Regions from separate parts of the Sus scrofa genome. Here all the other regions are linked to region 1. A link is a contact called in public Hi-C data. All regions are on one chromosome and are shown on one strand. The core of a region is the stretch at or near the end of the contact, and the rest is flanking DNA. Distances in the headings are between cores, read along the strand shown.

Region 1 (4,750 bases), core at 1,199-3,698:
CTATATCACAACCACAGCAATGCCAGATCCAAGCCATGTCTGTGACCTACACCACAACTCGAGGCAACGCCGGATCCTTTAACCCCCTGAGTGAGGCCAGGGATCTAACCTGCATCCTCATGGATACTAGTAAGATTCTTAACAGGAACTCCTTTTCTTTTTTATTTATGCAACAGGTCAGACTCGAAATTATACACCCCAAAAAAGTGAACTGAGTCTTGAATGCATCAGAACAGATAATAATCAATAAAACTAAGTATCAATAAAAAAGATTTTTTTTTTTTTTGTCTTTTTTTTAGCTATTTCTTGGGCCGTTCCTGCGGCATATGGAGGTTCCCAGGCTAGGGGTTGAATTGGAGCTGTAGCCTCCGGCCTACGCCAGAGCCACAGCAACGCAGGAACTGAGCCGCGTCTGCAACCTACACCACAGCTCACGGCAACGCCGGATCGTTAACCCACTGAGCAAGGGCAGGGACCGAACCCGCAACCTCATGGTTCCTAGTCGGATTCGTTAACCACCGCGCCACAACAGGAACTCCAATAAAAAAGATTTTAAAGGTTATCTCACAGTGGAAAGAAAATCTTTTCCTCTACAGAAAATATTGTCAAGGGGGGACACACTGTATGGTAGATTTCAGTTGTATAAAATAAACACTTTAATTAAGAAAATCTGGATTTGTCTTGCCACTATTCCATAACTTCTTCAGCCAGTTAGGCTGTGGCTAGTGAGGAAATGCCTTCATTCTCACCATCAGCATTCTGAGAGGGTGACCAATGCTACCACACAGAAAGTCCACAGAGAGACTTTCCCAGGTACTACCACCTTCTCTGCAGTAACCTTAGCATGTGTACTTCAAAGAACCTCATGCCTGATTATCTGGATCCAAAGAAGCCACCCACTGATCCAGTTATTAGAGCTGGAGTTGTTTCCTTCAAACTACAAAATCAATAAGAAGAGTACAGTTTTGGTCCAAATTGAAATTGGGGATAGAAAAAATACGTTTTCCTCAGATTTCAGTAATTCAGATATCTCAGGGGAGGGAGGAAAATATAACCTTATATGTAAATATTACAGCCAATTTTTAAAACTGTTGGCATCAACTTTATTTTACTCATTTCATTTATACTTGAAAGTGACTAACAATTAAAGAACCCCTTTTAGAAGAGTATGAAGACAGAAAACACTAAATATCTGATAGTTTACATAAACAGCTCCTACAAGCACAACCACTTTTCTGACTCTCAAGGAAAAGAAATTCTTCATAGTAACAAGCAAATCTTACAGCAAAACAAGAGGCACACTGCACAGTATTTTCTTTTGCCTTAGCTATTTCAAATGGCACTATTTTCACCTACAAACATTGGTCAGTTATTGCACAAAACTAAAACAGAGTTTTACTTTTTAAATACCACTCTAATGAAATTGTCAACAAAAAGTCCAAAAGGAATGATTCTAAAACACATCAAGTCTCTAAATATAGATTATAAAGGCAATTAAATATTAACCTGAAAAAAAACCACACGTTAATGACAGCATATACGTTTATAGGAAAAATTTACTACTACTGTATAATCAGTCGACATTGCTTCTAAAAGAAAAGGTAGTAATATCAAGAAGATACAGCTACCTCAGCAGGGAGGCGCAGGGCAAGACGGCAGCGAGACAGTTGTGTTTGCAAATCCTCAGGATTAGGGAGCAAAGAGTGGACTGTGAAGCGCCTAGTCTTTAATAATTCTGGCCCCAATAATTATCCAAATGAAATATCAAAGAAACATGTAAAGCATGAGTATAAGGATATTATGACGCTGAAGATCAAAATATAAATGTTCATAAATGAACATAAAATGACCGGAAGAGTTTGTAAATACACCAAGACACAGCTACAGAATGCATCCACTAACAAGGTAATATTATGAATCTTAAAAAAATTCATAACTTTTTAAAAGTTTCAATGAAAAGATTAAAACAGTATAAACAGTACGATTTGGGGTTTTTTTAAAGGTGTGTAGACACATAGGCGTAGAAAAACAAAGATACAGGTCAAACGCTAGGATATCCGATGCTTTATTCTTTTTAATTGACTTTCTGAGTCCGTCTGAGCACGCACTGTCTCCGAGTACATCCAAGACAGTGAGACCCAGTGAGCTGACAGCTCAGCCTCGCCTTCAGGACGGACCCGACCCTGGAGAGGCTACCAAGCCCAAGAGGAGGACTCCGGGGCGGGGGCGGGGACAGGCCTGGCCTCTCAGCGGGGCCACCGTCCCCCACCCCCGAAGGACAGCGGGAGCGGCGATGCGATGCGAAGCCCATCAGGCAGCACCTGGGCCCGCCCCCAGCCCACCTTGTAGTAAAACACCGCCTCTGAGTAGCGGCCTTCGTGGTCGCGCTGCACCGCCAGCCGCGCGAACTGCACAGCATCCCGTTCCAGCGCCGCCGCGTCCATGGCGGCCCCGCGGCGAGGTCCTCCGCCGCCTGCTGCCCAGGCGAGGCCCGGGCCGCGCAGAAATGCTGGAGCTCACTTCCGGCGGCTGAGGAAGGACAGCGGCCGGCCCCTCAGCACAGACCCGGCTCCCAGCCGGCGGGCAGCCTGACTCCACGGCCGCCGCATTCCCCGCCCCGCCCACCGGTCGCACTGCGCAAGCGCGGCCGGCCGGGTAAGGCGAGTCCGTGAAGCCAGGGCGCCGGGGGCGGTGGGCGGGGCCCGGCCTCCGCGGGGCCGAGTGCACGTGACCGCCACTGCGCCCAGGATTGGACCGACGCAACCGGTGCCACGTCCGAGCGGACGCTGCCTCCGCCCTCTACACGCAGGTGGTAGTGCCCTGCGAGGCTGTTGCTGGCCAGATTAGGGAGGAGGGGCGCATGCGCCTTACGGGGCTCTACCCACTCCCGCCTCCCCACCCCCCCCCCCCCCCCCCCCGGTGCCGGAGAGCTCTTCCCATCTTCTGGGCTGCTTTTTTAAAAATTAGGGAAATACAGTAAGGACATAGGATTCTTATGCGATACTCTTTAATAAGTTTATAGCCGCAAATTCAATTTTAACCCTGTATAACTTTCCGAGGTTATAGTACTGATTGAATTGTGTAATAACAATGTGTACTTATCCTTAGGTTAACAATGCTGTTGTAATACTCAATTAGGTGATTACTTGGCTAATGGTCTTTCTCTTTAAAACTCTGTATTCAGCAATAATAAAAATAAACTAGTGAGAGACACCACAATATTGACAAAACTCGAAATTCACTGTATGTTAAGATGAGAGAGTACAACTGTGACTATGTTTATAAGAAACACCAGAAAAGATGAATCTAATCAATAACGTGTGAAGCTGTTAGGGAACCATGGACCCAAACCGCCTGCCCTGGCTAGCACCGTAGTAGCACCTCGGCTCAAGTCTCCCACACAGGATGTAACACCTTTGCTTAAGTCTCCCACATCAGGATGCTTCAAAAGAACACAAAACCAGTGAAGGGCCTAAAACCAACCTGGAGGAAGCTCAGGAGGGGCCAAGAAGGGCAGGAGACTCCAGTTTATATGTCTTGCTAACCTCCTGGAAACACTCATGCTGGAAACTACCTTGACTAAGAGATGCATAAGCCATCAGGAAGGGCTTTGATCAGAACAAAGGAAGGCAGGAGCAAGGTGACTGGCCAAAGACAATCTGGAAATCTGATGCCCCCGCCTGCTACCACAAAAACCGGAGAGTGTGTGCCACAAGGCAGAGTAGTTCTCCTGGTTTCTGTTACCTGCTGCTCTCTGCTGAAGTGCCCCTTTTCAACAGTCTTTTGCTTTGTCAGTCATGCGTCTCCTCGGACAATTGATTTATTAGTGTTGAACAAGAGCCCACTCTCAGGGGACTCATCCAGTGACAAAATCACATCAATGTTTGGTAACGGATAAGAGAATCTTTTGACAGATTTATAAGCATTTCTTATTTCTTTGGAGGCGATGGAAATGTATTGTGTCTTGAAGGTGATGCCAAAAACACATGCATTTGTTAAGACCTATTATTACACCGTACATTTTAAACGCATACTTCTAATTTTCCTTCATTATACCTCAATAAAAATTTTTTAGTCAGTTGGCTTGCATTTAAATGGGACGCAATTTCCATAACTGTTCCTTCACATTTGGTGAAGTTAATAACTATCTCATTGGATGGTTGTAAAGCGCACAGATGGAGAATTTGACTCTGCCTGCTTCCCATTATTAGCTGCTACAGTTTAATAACTGAAGCAGGGATGGTTTCTGTCTCTATCAGTTTAAACCCAGAATTAAGCCCAAGCTTTGGTCCAGAGCAGGTGTTGAATAAATATTTCAAAATGTTGAGTGAGTCACTCCCCTGCTAAATATACTCAATACACCCTCCCCTATCTTGATTCTAAAGAATGAAGTAAAAATTCCTTAACACAGAATAGAAGTTTCCTTAGAACTGGAGCTCAGGGTGTGTTCCCAAGATATTTGCAGGAACTGATCCCCAAGCTACAGCAGACGAATGCAGTTTTGCTCACTCAGAAGAGGGCTTCTGTGTCTACTGTTCCCCCTTTCGTCTCAGCTTGTAGAATTCCTATCTCCTCTTGAAGGGGGTTTTTCTAGCTCTCCCTGGATTTGTGATCCCTCCCTATACCTTCTCATTTATTCCCTTATTCCTTGTTCACTTATTTGCTGATCACTGAATGCCTACTTGGTGCCAGGCACAGAGCAAAACATTGAAGATACAAAGATAAATGAAAGAGAGTGAGATAAGTCTGG
Region 2 (4,750 bases), core at 1,336-3,835, 940 kb before region 1:
AATTCAACCCCTAGCCTGGGAACTCCATATGCTCGGGACCCCAAGAGATAGCAGCAACAACAACAACAAAAAGACAAAAGACAAAAAAAAAAAAAAAAAAGTAATTAAGAGCCTAGTTTCTGGGGTCAGACAGGTTTGCGTTCTCACCGTAGCTTACTGCCACTTACCAGCTTTGCCTTTTAAGCCAGCAGCTAAACTTAAGCCCCTAAATTTTAGGTTTCTCAGTGTTGAAAATGGGATTAATGATACCTGTACCTCACTGAGCTGTTTTAATGACATGATGCATGTAAATCATTTAGTATAGGGTCTGGCACAGTGTTAATTATTAATATGCAGTTCACTGATTTTTCTTTTTCCATTTTAGGCAATGCACAAAGAAAAGTTGGAAAATTACCAAAAAAAAAAAATTATAAAGAAAAATTACCCAACTCCTGTAACTTTTAGGTTTACTAACCTCAGATTTTAAGATTCCCTAGCAACTTGTTTTTGATAGATCCTTTCTAAAACTGCTTTCTAAAAGGTCTACCAATTTATACTTCCATAAGCCAAATATGACTGCACCCATTTCTGTACATTCAAAAATGGCTCATCTTGGAGTTCTCTTGTGGTGCAGTGGGTTAATGATCTGGCATTGTCAATGCAGCAGACCAGTTGCTGCTGTGGCACAGGTTGGATCCCTGGCCCAGGAACCTCCACATGCCACAGGCTCAGCAAAAACAAACGAGCAAGTGCTAAAAAAAAAAAAAAAAAAAAAAAAAAAAAAAAAAAAAAAGTCACCTTTATTTTGCAGGTACTTATGCCAAAAGTAGTAAAGAACTAAAGATGGTTCCCAACCTCAAAATGATCACTGGGATGGGACTACAGAACTGACACTGGACACTCTCCTGTCTTCTCTCCAAGAGATGACCTGGGAAATACCCGTGTCTACAAAGATACAGGGAGCAGCCTCTGAGCTACATAGGCTTTGCTGGAATTTTTCCTTTGCTCACAACAGAATCATCCCAGTTAAACTTCAACAAGCTTAACAAATGTTTAACAAATGTTTCCTAACTGCTATGCAGATTTCCAATTAGGCAAAATGGAATGTTTGTGAGGCCTCTGAAATAATCTATGAACCCCTTTAATGTCACTTCTAAATCTTCTCCCAAAGAGTCCTCTGCCTTTAGGTTTTCAAGCCTTAAAAGGCCTAAACCAGGTGGAACTTTAGGGTGCACAAAACTGATAACTTCATGCAAACATTTGAGTGTGTATACATAAATAAGCATAGGGCTGTGGACATATGTATTATGCATATGTATCATTTAAATACAAACTAAACATGACAGAAGTGACTGCTGAACCAAGTAAAAGTTGTAATTTCCATGCAAAAGTAGAATGTTAGATCTGAAAAGAATCTTGTAAATCATCTCTAATTCAACCTTTTTCTGTCAGATGAGGAAGCAAGGCCCAAAGAACGTAAATATCCAGCTCCCAGAGCTAGATTATCTTATGTTTCTCAGCATTTCTTCTTTCACTGCATTCTGTCTCTACCACGATTTGAATAAATGCCTACCAACGGAGTAATACCCAGGAAACCCCGTTTGACACCAACAGGAACAAGCACTGCTCCAAAGACAAATGACCTTTCAACTGCACTCCGCTTCAAGGTATACAAAGACCACAAGATAATAACTACGCATGTTGATGCCATTTCTTTCGCAGAAAGAAACTCTGGTTCATATAAGAAATTTGTTCCTAGGCTTTGGGGACATACAGGCTCTTCATTTCCTAGGTATGTGATCTTAGTCGAGATACTTGACTTTCTGTATCTCAGTTTAAAGATTAATTATACGGAATAACATCTAAACTCCCAGGGTTGACGGAAGAATTACAATTAGCGCAACACTTGACTGTAGTTAAGAATCTTACGTGCTCGGCAAAGAGGACTCAACCTGCCTAACAGATCCTGCTTGGTCCTTTCGCCCAAATTACAGCATCTGAAGATAATCTGGGGTGAGGAAGAGGCGGGATGTACCTGAACAGCCGAGTGCAGCCGAAACTACAAACTACGCGTCGCTCTGAGCTCAAGGTCACTCAGTGAATCAAAACTCCAAGGGAGCTTTTCGTCCGCCACTGGGGCGGCAGGGACAGAGGTCCAAGAGGCTGAGCTGTTCCCGCCGCCGCCTCAGACGCAGCAAACCACGCCCGCTTTTCCCTAGCAGCGCCGAGGGCCGGGTGCAGGCCACCTAGGCCGGCCGCGGCCTTGCTCGGGGTCTGGTTAAGGTCTAAGGTGCGCGAAGTGAAGCCGCACTTTCCATACCCGCGTAGTAAGCAAGTTCCACTCCGCTCCCGCTTTTGCCGCGGGGACTCAGTTCTAACTCCCGGGCCAAGTTCCCCTCCCCCGGCTCCGCAGAGCTTCCTGTGTCCCGGACGTGACGCAGCAGCCGCACGAGCGAGTCCCACATTTCATTGGTCGCTGCCGTCCTCTGGGTGGAGCGGTGCGGGACCTCACAGAGCAGAGAGAGCCGGTAACTCAAGTCTCCGCCCCCTAGCTCAGCCATCTCCAAGGTGATCGCTACCCGGTCACCCATTTGGCCTCAAGCCCATAGTTACGTCATTGTTTATGCGCCGGAAACGGTCATTCCTGCGCCGGGGAAGGGGGCGGTGACGACGCCGGCTGGGCCGGCGCCGGAGAAGTTGGGACCGGCCCCGGCCTGGGTCGGACAGCGGAGGTGACAGACTTCTGCTCGTCCCATTGACGATGGCGGTGTTTCACGACGAAGTGGAGATCGAGGACTTCCAATATGACGAGGACTCCGAGACGTACTTCTACCCCTGCCCGTGTGGGGATAACTTCTGCATCACCAAGGTAGCTACAGAATCCAGCCCGGCAATTCGGAGCAGGCGCGCTTTCCCTTTGCCGCGTTTCTGCCATAGATCCGCGCGGCTTATAGTTACCCACGTCCTTCTTTATTCGTTTTTGAATTCCCCCGAAGTTGATGACTCTGCGCTATCAGTGGGCACAAGTTCTGGCTTAGTCGGCCCCCGGTGGTGGGAGGGTAGGGTGTGGATGGCGAGGGGCATCAGTCTTCTCGCTATCCACTTAAGGATCCACTTCTGGGATACTCCTTTGGAGGAAGAGACGTGTTTTTGTCTTCCTAAGGGTTTTGAGGCCACTGAACCTTGACTCACCCTCCTAGGTATTTCCGCCAAATGACACTTCCAGGGAAGAGTGGGGCTGGTCTTTCTCTTGGAAGGTGTTTTGGTTCTCACATGCTTTGTGGGGAGGCCAACCTCAAAGGAGCTTGCCCATAGAGGTGGGAGGTTTGGGGGAAGGAGGAGGTCACCAAGGGAAGACTATGCTGACCATACGATGTTTGATTTTGTTGTAGGAAGATTTGGAGAATGGGGAAGACGTGGCAACGTGCCCTAGCTGCTCACTCATTATTAGAGTGATTTATGACAAAGTAAGGGGTCAAATTTTAAAAGGTGGGAGGAGGGTTGCAAAGACCTAGAGCAGTCTGCCTGTGATACGTCAGCGCAGGAGAATGTTTTCTAATAGTGTGTTATTGGGGAAGTTCCTATTGTGGCTCTGCAGAAGTGATCCCGACTGGGATCCATGAGGATGTGGGTTGATCCTTGGCCTTGTTCGGTGGGTTAAGGATCCAGCGTTGCCATGAGCTGTGGTATGGGTTGCAGACAGCCTAGAAACTGCATTGCTGTGGCTGTTGTGTAGGCAGCTGTAGCTCCAATTCAACCCTGAGCCTGGGAATTTCCATATGCCGGGGCTGGGGCCCTAAAAAGAAAAGGAAAAAAAAAAAAAAAAAGAAAACCTAATAGTGTGTTATGTAAATGCTGTGTTTTTAAAACAAATATTAAAAACCATTAATAAGGGAGTTGCTGTTGTGGGTTACGGCTGACTAGTATCCATGAGGATGTGGGTTTGATCCCTGGCATGGATCAGTGGGTTAAGGATAGGGCTTTGAAGTGAGCTGTGGTGTAGGTCGCAGATGCGGCTCAGATCCTGAGTTGCTGTGGTTGTGACTCTGATTTGACCCCTAGCCTGGGAACGTACATATGCAGCAAGTGCTGCCCTCAAAACCAAAAACAAACAGGAAAAAAACATTAATAAGCAGCTATATTGTAAATTAAAGTTTTAAAAACTCAAATTCGTTAACTCATTTTGCTTTGGGGAAGGCAATAAAGAAGGCTGCTCTGTATCTGGTGAATATTAGTGATTACTTATTAAGTAGAGATGATGATTCTGGTGCTGAGATTGACTCATTGAATGAGGATGAAGTGGTAAAGGAATGGAAAAACTTACGTTTAATAGAGCTGAATTGAATCTGTAACAAAATAAATGTTTGCTATTGATGCATCTGTGACACAGACATTTGGTGATGAATGTAATTTCTTGTTCCGCCTTAGGATCAGTTTACTTGTGGAGAGACAGTCCCAGCCCCTTCCACCAACAAAGAACTAGTTAAATGCTAAAGAAGACTTCAGGACTTCAAAGCCTGAACTTTTGGGAATGAGCCAAGGTGGAAGAATCAAATGCAGAGTCACTGGCTTCTTCATGTGGACCATCATTTTGTAGTTTGCTGTTCATTAGCGTGTGGATTCTTTCCATTGGCGGCTGGGTTCATCTCCAATTGAAGAAGCAGGTTCACCACATGACATACCCAGGTTTTGTGCTTAGAACTTTAAAATTGGAAGTGTTCTTAATTTTCCATCCACACTTAAAAGAAGATAATTTCAAATCAGTGCTTTC
Region 3 (4,750 bases), core at 1,455-3,954, 620 kb before region 1:
ACCAAAAAAAAAAAAGATTGAAATATTTTTGAGTAAATGTACTTTTTTTCCCTCTGTGTCTACAGGTTCACCCCATCATACAGCAAAGTCATTGAGGTCTGGTACCTGGCATTGAAGAAGTGTTTAGTAAATGACTATTGAATGAAGGAAAGATCAGAGGGAAAAATTGCAAATAGAGATATTTTGGGGGTTAGTCAGAAGGAAGTTCAAGGAATCCATCTTTGTCGTCCTCTTTCTCTCTGAGGGAGAATGCCAAGAGAGAATGCCTCCCCAGCTTACTTACCTGACAGCACTGCTGTGAAGAACCAGCATGAGAACAGATGTGAAACATCCTTAAATTAGGAAGTGCTGGTACAAGTGGAGGGGAGTAATAATTTTCGTTTCTAAAACATCTTAATTTTGAAAGGGGCTTGGAGTCAGATGACACTCAGTTCTCACCAACTCAGAAATCCCATTTGCTTCCTTAACAAGTGCTGATGTAACTTCTCTTAGGTGTGTGATGTGTGGGAAGAGCCAGGCTTTGGAGACAGATGGGCCTGGATAAGAATCCAGTTTTCTCCACTTCTTAGCTGACGTGATTAAACCGATTTCGAGTTTTAACTTGTCTGCCTCAGAATTTATCTGGGCAATGGGGTCTATTTTGCAGGCATGTTGTCACAAATTAAGTACCCATTAAGTGCCTAGAACCATCATAGGTATTCAGGTGACCTGGGATGTTCATCCCTGCCCAGTATGAATGGCCAGCCTGTTCCATCTTCAGATAAAATAATGCTAGGTAAAAAAGTACTATCTTACATTGAGCTAGATTTTATCTCCCTGCTTGATTCTAGTTCTTACTTCTAGAACTGTGCAATTTGAAATCTCTTCACAATGATAGCACTTCAGATGTTTTACAGCTATCATATTCTCCTTGGCTCCTTTTCAGATGAAACATCTTTAGCTCTACTGACACTTAGGATGTGGTTTTTAAATCCACGATCATTCTGGCTGCCATCTTTGAATGTGTTTCGGTTTCATTACTCTAGATGCGGTTTGACCCTATGTCTAGTAATTAGATTTACTTTTCATAAAGGAGAAAAGCGAGATTAATAGGAAACATTTTTGATATAAAACTTTGATTTTAATTGGTTAAAATTAAAGTGTAATTATATAGGTTCATATTCTAAAGTGTACTGTTTTCTTTTCTCAGTAGCATTTGTGAAATGATTGCCTTTGGTCCTTCCCAAAACAAATTATTGATGATTAGTTTTTTCTCCCTTTTAAAAATAAATCTCCAGAGCCCTCAGAGTATCTCATAATGGTGGTAAAATTAAACTATTGAAATAAAATGCCAAGATTTAATCTTTCTATATAGTAAATAATATACTGTTAGTTGCCTACTCACTGGCCATTACCCACTTCCTTCCTTGCATGTCCCAGTTTTGTTTGGTTGCCCCTGGCTTATGTGACTTGGAGAAATCCCTAATAGTGTAAGCTAATCAGAGTAATCCTTCTTTGCCTGGTCATGATTTGTTTAGAAAGGGACATGTGATTGGCCAAGTCTGGTCATATTTTGGGGGAAGTCAGTTTAGGTAGCTTCTGTGAAGTCTTCTTTGTATCTGAAAAGGTAGACACAGAAGGAAACTCCCCCTTCTCTTGGATAGCAGTATGTGTCTGATATGATGCCTTGCAGTGACTACAAAGGGAAATATGCAAAGGTCCATGTTGAGTCTGACAGAAGAGCTGGAAAGAGCTCAGGTGTTCTACCTGATGGTGTTGAGTAAAGATCAGTCACCTTGGAACTACCTTATTTTACTACTTTTTGTTCATGATGATAATAAGATATCAATAAAAAAACAGTAAAGATATTGTTTGACCCAGTTTGATGTGACATACTATTTTAGTTTAGGATAGCCCTAATATTAAAGAACAAACATATTTGTTAGTCTGTTGCACAGAAGAGTAGATATTTTTGGTGGTAGGCCAATTTAGATGTAATGATGAACCTGGTAATTGTGAGGTCACATTAAAATTATATTGCAGTCAAAGTTTCATAGATATTCTTATATTACTGAATGTTTTCATTGTGAACAAAACAGACTAAAGAATTTCTGTCATTGGACATTCCCTGTGGCACAGCAGGTTAAGGATCCAGCATTGTCACAGCTGTGGCACAGGCTGCAACTGTGGTGTGGGTTTGATCCCTGGCCTGGGAACTTCTGTATGCCAGAGGCATGGCCAAAGAAACATTTCTGTCATACAATAACTGATAGCACGTTTAACTACCCAGTTATTTAAGAATGAGCTTGTTATCAATTCTGACAGGGACCCTCTTCTTTCCACTTACAAAGTTAAAAATTGACTACCTTTAAAGGAATTGACATTGTTTTATTCTGAAATAACATTAGGTTATAAGCATGACTTTGTACATGTTTATCGAGGGCATGAAAATCTATTTATGCAGAAAAATTCCATGACTGAGACACATTAGAAACACCCTTTCCTTCTTTCAACAATAGAAACTTCTTTATAAAATTTTAGATAGCACTCTTTAATAGAGGAAACTAAAGAATATGAAAAATGTTGTAAACTATCTGAGTCATCACTTGGATTTGAAAATAGTTACTTTCAGTATTTTTGTCTCCACCCTTCTATGGTTTAGAAGAATGTGAATCATCATCTTTAGTATTTCCCAACGGTAGCTACTTTGAGGTGGAAGTTTGGCGTATGCAGTCCCAATTGGTGTTTGAAATAATTCATGTGCACTTCAGCTACTGATCTTACTGCCCTTGTGGGAATTCCGTGGATGGCTCATGTAATTATTGCTTATAAAGGTAAACATTGAGTAACCATAGCAACTTATTTTTAAATTGAAATTTTTCTTCCTTTGGTTTTTAAAGTACAGTAACTTGATACTATATTTATCTCAGTGTCACTCCATTGTAGAAACCAGAATGAATTGCAAATAACCTTTCCTCAGTTTTTTTTAAAGGAAAGCAGAAATTCAGCCTGTTTAAAATATGAATCGTATACACTACTACTTTGTAGTATTCAGCCTAAGTTGTCTTTGAGACAGTTGCTAAAAGATTATTCATTACATAAATAATAATGCAATGATATGTCAGAGAATGTGTTTCTCATGGGCCTGGTAAACATAAGTTACATGGCAGACATGCTGCTGGTTAGCATAAATTCCAGCCCCAAATTGTACTAATAGGTGATCAAGTAGGATATTTTTACAGGTAATACAATGTAAAAAACTTTAATTCATTCTGGCCTTTAGTCTGAATTATAAATACCTTTTTATGAAGAAAATAGTCTAACCTTAAAAAATACTGTCTAAATACAGTAGTACATATTTTATAATGAGGTAGGGCCCCCCCCCCCTTAGTTTTGATATACTGGGTATATTCTAAGAAACTACCCATATTGTTATGTTCAGTTTGTTAAAATTTGCTTTCATACTTTTCAAAGGAAACAGTTTTTTGTTTTTTAAGACTGAAGTCTGAAAACAGTCATTTCAATATTGACTTAGATCTTAAGTTCTCATTTATAACTCTTGAATCTACTCTCTTCCCAGAAAGCCCATTCCATTTCCTGTCTTCACTGAAACTCACTGTTTTCATAAGTACGTGCTTCTCCACAGGACTTCTCAAGTATAGCTAGCTGTCCCTTTGCTCACAGCCATTATATCCTAGGAAAATGTTTCTAGTCTTCATACCTATGAAAACATTCTCCAGAGCATATGGAAGTTCCTGGGCCAGGGATTGAATCTGAGCTGCAGATGTGACTTCTGCCACAACTGTGGCATCACTAGATCCTTCAACCCACTGCACCAGGCTGGGGATTGAACCTGCACCTCTGCAGCAACCCGTCCCACAATTGGATTCTTAATCACTTTGCACAGCAGGAACTCTTCCTCCCTCCTTCTCCTTTTTATGGACGCATGACATATGGAAATTCCCAGACCTGGGATTGAATCGAAACCGCAGCTGTGGCCTGTGCCACAGCCATGGCGATACCAGATCTGAGCCGCATCTGTGACTTTCACTGCAGCTAACAGCAATGCTGGATCCTTAACCCATTGAGCAAGGCCAGGAATCAAACTTGCATCCTCACAGAGACAATGTCTGGTCCTTAACCTGCTGAGGCAGAGTGGAATCTCTGAGATCTTTCTTTCTTCATGTTGGTATTTTTTTGGTATAAACTTCCCTCTTAGTACTTTTGCTACATCTGATGAGTTTTGGTATGTTATGTTTTCATTTTTGTCTCAAAATACTTTCTGACTTCCCTTTTGATACCTTCTTTGACTCACTGGTTGTTCAAGACTGTGTTTAATTTCCACATTTTCTAGTATTCCTTCTGCTGTGGATTATTAGTTTCTTCTCAAATTTATTAAAATTTACTTTGTGGCATAAGATGTCATCTATCCTGGAGAATGTTCTTTGCTTGCAAAGAGTGTATATTCTGTTGGTGTTGGGCAGAATGTTCTATATATGTCTTTTAGTTCTGTGACAGATATTTTAAGCTGATAAATTTAATCTCCTATAAAAACTGTAATTTCTTGCCACCTACCCTGTGTTATTGATGTCACCATTTACGTATTTTTGTATTTTGTGTCCATTAACACATTTTGTATTTATTTTTAATGTTTTTGACTTTTAACTTTTATACTAGAAATAAGCATTAAACACCACCATTATGGTATGATAGTGTTCTGCATTTGTTTACATGTTTACCATTTCCAGAAGGTTTTATTTTCTTCTGTGTT

The links. Hi-C and Micro-C count contacts between places; a contact is called where the count stands out from the background.
Region 2: a Hi-C map of embryonic fibroblasts shows a contact between it and region 1, with 2.4 times the contacts expected there. The contact joins the promoter of OXNAD1 here to the promoter of CAPN7 in region 1. A contact is called at or near these places in 2 of 47 Hi-C or Micro-C datasets (embryonic fibroblasts and liver) and 1 of 2 datasets of contacts at active chromatin or transcription factors (skeletal muscle).
Region 3: a Hi-C map of embryonic fibroblasts shows a contact between it and region 1, with 3 times the contacts expected there. The contact joins the enhancer-like site here to the promoter of CAPN7 in region 1. A contact is called at or near these places in 5 of 47 Hi-C or Micro-C datasets (embryonic fibroblasts, mesenteric adipose tissue, omental adipose tissue and 2 more) and 2 of 2 datasets of contacts at active chromatin or transcription factors (alveolar macrophages and skeletal muscle).

Annotation. Positions count from the first base shown.
Region 1 is chr13:2,450,083-2,454,832 of Sscrofa11.1, reverse strand. CAPN7 (calpain 7) reads right to left here and starts at 2,448. Exons shown (of 21, transcript NM_001097443.1): 1 at 2,343-2,448. The coding sequence starts at 2,444.
Region 2 is chr13:3,393,721-3,398,470 of Sscrofa11.1, reverse strand. It overlaps OXNAD1 (oxidoreductase NAD-binding domain-containing protein 1), which reads right to left and starts at 2,585. Exons shown (of 8, transcript XM_001925300.5): 1 at 2,300-2,585. The coding sequence starts at 2,570. It overlaps DPH3 (diphthamide biosynthesis 3), which reads left to right and starts at 2,615. Exons shown (of 3, transcript NM_001243616.1): 1 at 2,615-2,848; 2 at 3,372-3,446; 3 at 4,408-4,750. The coding sequence starts at 2,741. The coding sequence ends at 4,473.
Region 3 is chr13:3,069,940-3,074,689 of Sscrofa11.1, reverse strand. It overlaps a transcript of ANKRD28 not described here. Among named protein-coding and RNA genes, the nearest start is that of ANKRD28, 15 kb to the right of the region's middle. Within about 2 kb of position 2,704, at least 12 of the 83 cell types and tissues checked have an H3K27ac peak or open chromatin away from gene starts, as enhancers often do. A contact at or near this core is called in alveolar macrophages, embryonic fibroblasts, mesenteric adipose tissue and 2 more, where this site is marked.